Regions from separate parts of the Sus scrofa genome. Here region 1 is linked to region 2. Evidence: chromatin contacts called from public HiChIP or PLAC-seq data. All regions are on one chromosome and are shown on one strand. The core of a region is the stretch at or near the end of the contact, and the rest is flanking DNA. Distances in the headings are between cores, read along the strand shown.

What was found. HiChIP or PLAC-seq counts read pairs in DNA pulled down with a chosen protein or histone mark.
Region 1: a contact with region 2 is called in an H3K27ac HiChIP or PLAC-seq map of skeletal muscle. The contact joins the promoter of MYO18B here to the promoter of GRK3 in region 2. A contact is called at or near these places in 3 of 47 Hi-C or Micro-C datasets (embryonic fibroblasts, fetal heart ventricle and skeletal muscle) and 2 of 2 datasets of contacts at active chromatin or transcription factors (alveolar macrophages and skeletal muscle).

The regions. Positions count from the first base shown.
Region 1 is chr14:43,466,279-43,469,174 of Sscrofa11.1, reverse strand. MYO18B (unconventional myosin-XVIIIb) reads right to left here and starts at 1,352. Exons shown (of 44, transcript XM_021073682.1): 1 at 1,287-1,352; 2 at 610-682; 3 at 525-607. The coding sequence starts at 1,352.
Region 2 is chr14:43,303,873-43,307,042 of Sscrofa11.1, reverse strand. It overlaps GRK3 (beta-adrenergic receptor kinase 2), which reads right to left and starts at 1,788. Exons shown (of 21, transcript XM_001924379.7): 1 at 1,558-1,788. The coding sequence starts at 1,670. It overlaps LOC110256814 (vegetative cell wall protein gp1-like), which reads left to right and starts at 1,669. Exons shown (of 2, transcript XM_021073681.1): 1 at 1,669-1,940; 2 at 2,074-2,386. The coding sequence starts at 1,669. The coding sequence ends at 2,386.

The DNA.
Region 1 (2,896 bases), core at 103-2,602, 160 kb before region 2:
CAATGGAACATCTTTTCTGCTTAAATGAAAGTGAACTAACTATACATCCTGAGCTAATACTTAGGTTTCTCTTTTCACAAAAGTAGTGGTAAAATGATCCCCATCATACATCAACTGATATCATTCATTCATTCAACAAAAATTTTTAATTCACTATGGGCCTATTATGGGCCAGGTTTTATAAGCTGCTCAAGATACAGAGTCCAATAAGAAAGAGTTGCTCTTAAGGACTTCCTAGTCAAATGAGTTATATGATCAAGTAATTACTATGCTGACCACAATCAAGGCAGGCATAGCAGGTGGAGTGGGAATTAGAGGACGGCAGGCAATGGGAAAGCTTTCCAGAAATTAAAATTTGAACTGGGTTTTGAAGGATGCATAGGAGCTCAACAGATCATGCTGAAGGTAGGACACTCCTCAAAGTGGGGACGGCAGGAATAAAAACAAGTGACGGGTGACTCAGAGGAGGCTCACAGGACACGATGGTACTGAGGTTACCTGGTGCCCTTCTTGTGGACACTTACCTCCCGTTCCGGAGAGGCAAGTGCTGCCTGCTTCCTCCGCCTTGCCTCCTTGGACTCTTTCTCAGTCTCCCGGACCAGCTGCTAATGAAGCCCCCTGGGATGACAGAAAAAAGGGGAGGGGGCGAGGATGGTGGAGGGCTCTTGTCCTCTTCCCGAATCTGTTTTGCAGAAGCAAGGAAAGAGAAAGCTCAGTGAATGAACCAGCAGGACAAGTTGCCCTTTAAAGAGCCTGTGATGGAGCCAGGGAGGAGGCCAGAGGACATACATGAGCAAGCCCATGTGTGAGAGGTCATAGCAAAGCAGGCGGGGCTCTGGGAAGCCTCAAGACAGCACATGACAGTGGAATGCACAGCTCCAGAGGCCCCTCTAGTTACTGCAATCTCTGCCCGGACAGTTTCATGATAGAGCTTGGATGATCAAGGCCACTGGTTCCCTTCCTTGGTGTGGGACAGACCCACCTCTGGGAAGACCTGTTCCAAAAGGAGCCTTTCTGGTTTCCAAGGAGATGATCACAGGGAACCATTCTCCTGCCCCATTTCAGCTTACAGTTAATATACCAGATTAAGTGATTCATCCATCATTCTAATCACTTTCTGTATGCCAGGAGCACAGTAAGGGAGGGAAGGGCTTCTAGACATGGTTTGGAAGGATCCAGCCCTAGGGTTCCAGCCCACTCAGCTGACCCCATGCTGTGCCTTCCTGATGGTCTTTAAACCAGGATCCGGGCAGCCAGGGGCTCCACAACACTGGGCTTTAAAGCACCAGAAACATGGTCCAGGACAGAGCTGGCTGGACCTGAGCTGCAGCTGAGACTCTTTCATCGGCCATAGCGATCTTTGGGTCTGGTACTGGCTGTGGAACATGAGAGTATCTTTAACCAGCATAACTGTGATGGCACATAAGTTTTGAAAAATTTTTTTAAAAAGTGCTTTTTATAGCAAGCTACATGCTGGTTTAAAATAAGCTCCTTATCAAAGTCCTATTCACAGGCTGGCACTGATAAAAGGGGACCTCTGTAGCGCACTGATAAAAGGAGCATCCAAAGGAGATAGGAAAGGCCAGGAGATAAAGCAGAGGCCAGGAGATAAGGCAGACTTCTCCCCATGAGGAGAGAAGCAAGGGACACAGGAGGCTGGGCTCACACTTACACCACACCTCTCCCTCTCGGTATGTACAGAAACCACAGAGGCAGCCAGGAGGCAGCCAGAAAGAAGCTTCTCAACCCCTCTACCCTTTAGCCTCCGATTTATCAAATCATGTGCACGAGCATGGGATGAGGGGTGGAGGAGCTCACAGGCATCAAAGAAAGCAGCAGCTCTTCATGGAATCTTGTGAGAAATACAAAAGGGAAAAGAGCATCACTGGAAAGGAGGGCCCGCCTTCAGTTCTCCATGGTGACAGAGGCAGGAACCACAGAAACGCATCCCCATAGCATAGACCTGCCTGCCAACAGCTATGCCTCCCCGCCGTGCTCTCCCCTCCACCTTCCCCACTCATCAGAGCTGCATGAGGTTGGAGCCAGGACAGCTGGTCTACCCTCATTCCTCTGCCACCTGCTGAGGAACCAGCAATGACCAGCAGCCAAGGGAAGGAAGGCACAGTCACTGATGCCTGGCTGAGCTGGAGCAGCCATGGCTATCCCAGGCAGAAGATGGAAGGGGTCTGTATATGCCCCCAGGGAGGCTCTGGATGGCAGAATCCCTGAGGTGGGAGGAGGCTGCCTGGCCACCAGGGCTGTGACTTATCCTTGGAGAGTCCGGGTGTTCCCTGCGGCTGCAGCCCAAGCCCTGAGCGTTACTTTCCTTCTGCTCCCACAGGGCGAGGCGTGATGAGATGGCCATGCTGAGGCAATGTCAGGACTGTGAGATGAGATGAGATGAGATGAGTTGAGAGACTGAGATGGAGCTCTCTGCCAGACAGCACAGAATGTGACTCTATGGACACACGCAGCGCATGAGGTGACGGATACGAGACGGACCATGGAGACAGTGGGGAGAGAAGAGAGAGACAGGTTAGCACACGGGCATTGCCTGGCTCCCACCCCAACCAATGCCATGAACCAAGACCACATAGCTGGGCACAACTCACTGTCATCTACATCCAGGAGGAATGTGGTCAGCATGGAGCTGCTGGACATGGAGTGAACAGTGCCCTGAAATCCTTGTCCCCTGACACTCTTTTTCTTGACAAACACAATCAGAACATAACTATGTAACCAGGACCCTGACCACATGAAAACTAATCATTTTAAACTTTTAAAATACAAACATGATTTTATTTGAAGTATATTAAGGAGGTCCCGTTGTGGCACTGTGGAAATGAATCTGACTAGGAACCATGAGTTGCGGGTTCGATCCCTGGCCTCATTCAGT
Region 2 (3,170 bases), core at 539-3,038:
TTCCCTGCTTGGTTTTGCTCATCACAGCATACTCCCTACAAATCTATAAGATGCAGGGGCTATGAAAGGCAAGCTGACCAAAAACATCCAGCAAGCATGTATTCATGTACACCATTTGACTTTTCACAACAAATAATGCAAAGGGACTGATATTTTCTAGATCCTGGCTCTCGGGCTCATGGACTTGTAAAAATAATCTGATGATCACTCAGCATCATTACAAGAAAGAGTTTTTTTTTCTTATGTCAAAGATAACACTGAAGCAATTCTGGATGTGTAGCCCTTGAAGGACTGATGCTTTCAAAACAGAGAATAGTTTTTGGTTTAGATTCCAATATTTCACAAAAATGCCATGGTCTCAAACTCACCACAAAGGAGATGCCTCTTTTTATCAACTCCACCAAGAGCTCTTTAGCATCAAGAAGCCACATACTCCGTACAACTCATAATAGTGTCAATTAGGAAAAAATCCAACCCTAATCCTTGGGCACACTATTTGAAACTCACTATTAATCCGATGTGTGATCTTTTCTGGGGTGGTGCTAATGATATGAACTAATCATGTCTTTTTACTACTTCATCAATAATAAATCATTTTTGAGCTAAAATGACAACTTGGTATGGACCTCACCCGAGCCCCTTGCAATCCAATCAGGCCCTTCTTTGGTAATTTAAACAACAAATTCTTTCTAAAATCACTCATTCAACGTGCATTTTTAAGTGAGCCCCGTTTCCACCTTTTTACAAAGTGTCCGCTTGCAAGTTGAGGAAAGCCGCTCAAGAGACCCAAAATATAAAAAAACCTGGTGGGTGGGAATCCACTCCCTGTTGCCTGGGGGCACAAAAGAGAAAAGGGATGCAGGGAGCTGACTGGACTGGTGGACCTCAAGGGGAGCAAGCACAGAAAATAGCAACTGAAGTACGCGGAGTAAACGGCAAACCGCCTGCACTCCCCAGCTCGGGCACCCAGAGGGAGCTGAAGAGAGAACGGAGTTGCAAAGGGGAACAGCAGGACGAACCAGGGAAGGAACGACCAGGATGGAACACTAGGGAAAGACGGGCATGGGGCAAGCAGAGATGGGGCAGGCGGGGGACCATATGTTGGGGCTAGAGGGGAGAAAAGGGATGACAGTGGGATAGGGATAAGGATGGGGCTGGAAGGACAAGCCTGGGGGAGGAGGAAACCACAGCAATGAAACAGGGAGAACCACAGGGATGGGACTGGACCGAGAGACTGGGATGGGACAGGAAGGGGGGAAAGAGATGGAGCTCGTCCAGCGAAGTCACAACCACATCATAGCAACCCCTCGCTGGGGCGCTCGCGGTGCGCTGCACACGCCGCGCCGGGCGCTTTATCCCGGAGTCCGCCCGACAGCCCTCCGATGCCCCATTTCAGAGGCGGGAACGGCGAGGCCAACCCCGTAGCGCCCGCTCCCCGAGGTCGCCGGCCGGGGGACAGCAGCGCCTGAGCGCCCGACCCTCCCGGACACAGGGGGTCGCTGGCGGCCGCAGGGGGGCGGATACGAAGGGGTCGGCGCGGGCCCGGGAAGCCGGTACCTGGGCTCGGGCAGGACGATCTTCTTGCTGGCACGGGCAGCCGGGGTCGCCTTGCTCTTCTCCATCGCCATCAAGTAGCTGACATCGGCCAGCACGGCCTCCAGGTCCGCCATGTTGGCGAGCGGCGGCGGCGGCGGCGGCGGCGGCTCCTCGGGACCCGGACGGGACGCGCTCCCGCCGCCGCCGCCCGCCTCGCCCCGACGTGGGGGGCCGCCCCGGGGCAGCCCCCCCGCGCGCGCTCCCGCGCGCCGCGCGCCCCCCCGCGCGCCTCCGCCCGCCGCGCGCCCCGTGTCCGGCTCAGCGCCCCGCAGCCTGGTGCCCGCCCCGCCTCCTGCGCGCGCCGCTCGCAGCCCCGCGCACGCGCCGCCGCCCCCGCCCCTTCCGTGAGGGTCGGCAGGGAGCGCGCGCCCCTCGGCCAGTGCCCCCAGGCCCCCGGGCTGAGCAGCCTGGCCTGGCCCTGCCCACCCTTCGCCGCCTGACCCAGTCCCTGTAGGCACCGTTCCGCCCTCCCCTCAGAGTGGCCACGGGGGACTTCCTCTCCTCCTCCTCTCTCTTCTCCCGACTTCCCGCCCGCCGCTCCCGCCGCTCTCACGCCCCCTCTCCCCTGGGACCTCTGCGAGCCCGGGGCGCCCCGGACCCGACGCCTACCACCCAAGGGAGGTCTCTGTGCCCCGGAGACGTCAGTTCTCAAACTGGACAGTGTCCATCAGCATCCTCCAGGAGGTCTGGGGTGGCCCCAGAAATGCATGTGCCCACCTGTCCCGCCCAGGTGCTGCTGAAGCCGTGGTCCCGGTCACCCTTGAACAGCGCTCCGCAGACCGGCCCCTAAGCCTCAGTTCTGACCCTGAAAACCGCCCCTCCGCCCCCGGGCCCCGGCCCCCAGCCCCGTAAACTCAGAAAAGAGAAATCTAACAGCTGGAATAGGGTACTTGTCTCAAGCTAAGCAGGGCAAAATGAGGTGAGAGCTCCCTCGTGGGAGCGGAGCTGCCCTTAGGAGCCCACTGGTGGATGAGCTGTCTGCCCAAGGGTGGTCTCTGCTCCCTTGCCCGCAAAGGTTTGAGTTTAGATGTTAAAATGTTCCCTGAGAACTAGAATTATTCTTGCTCTTGTGGTTTTACCATCAATTCAAGAAACAATTAGGGGAGCCCTACTGTGAGCACAGATCCACCACAAGGGTGATATAGGGAAGTAGAAGAGGTGGAGGCCAAACACCCAGGCAGGAGGGAATTTCCAGCTTCCTGATCCTCAGTCTGGAGTGGGTGTCTGGAGTCACCACTGCCCCTGTGGGCCTGGGGTTTTCATTTACTTCTTATTTTTTTCACAGTGGTACACACAAGTCCACAGTCAGAACCATCACTCCTGCCAGAGTGATGTTAAGGGGTCCCCAGGAAGTCTTACAAAGACATAAGCTGAGAATCAGTGGATCAAAATATATATATATATACTTTTAATTCATCCCCTCTGGTCACATTGCACCAAGAGCCTCGACTTTCCTAGGATTTGAGTAAATGTTCTGTCAATAGTTTACCTGGTCAACAGAGTTCACCAGAAATGGTTAAGGACATTAAATGTAATGTCACAGCAGAAGCAGCCTGATTTGGTCATATAAGAAG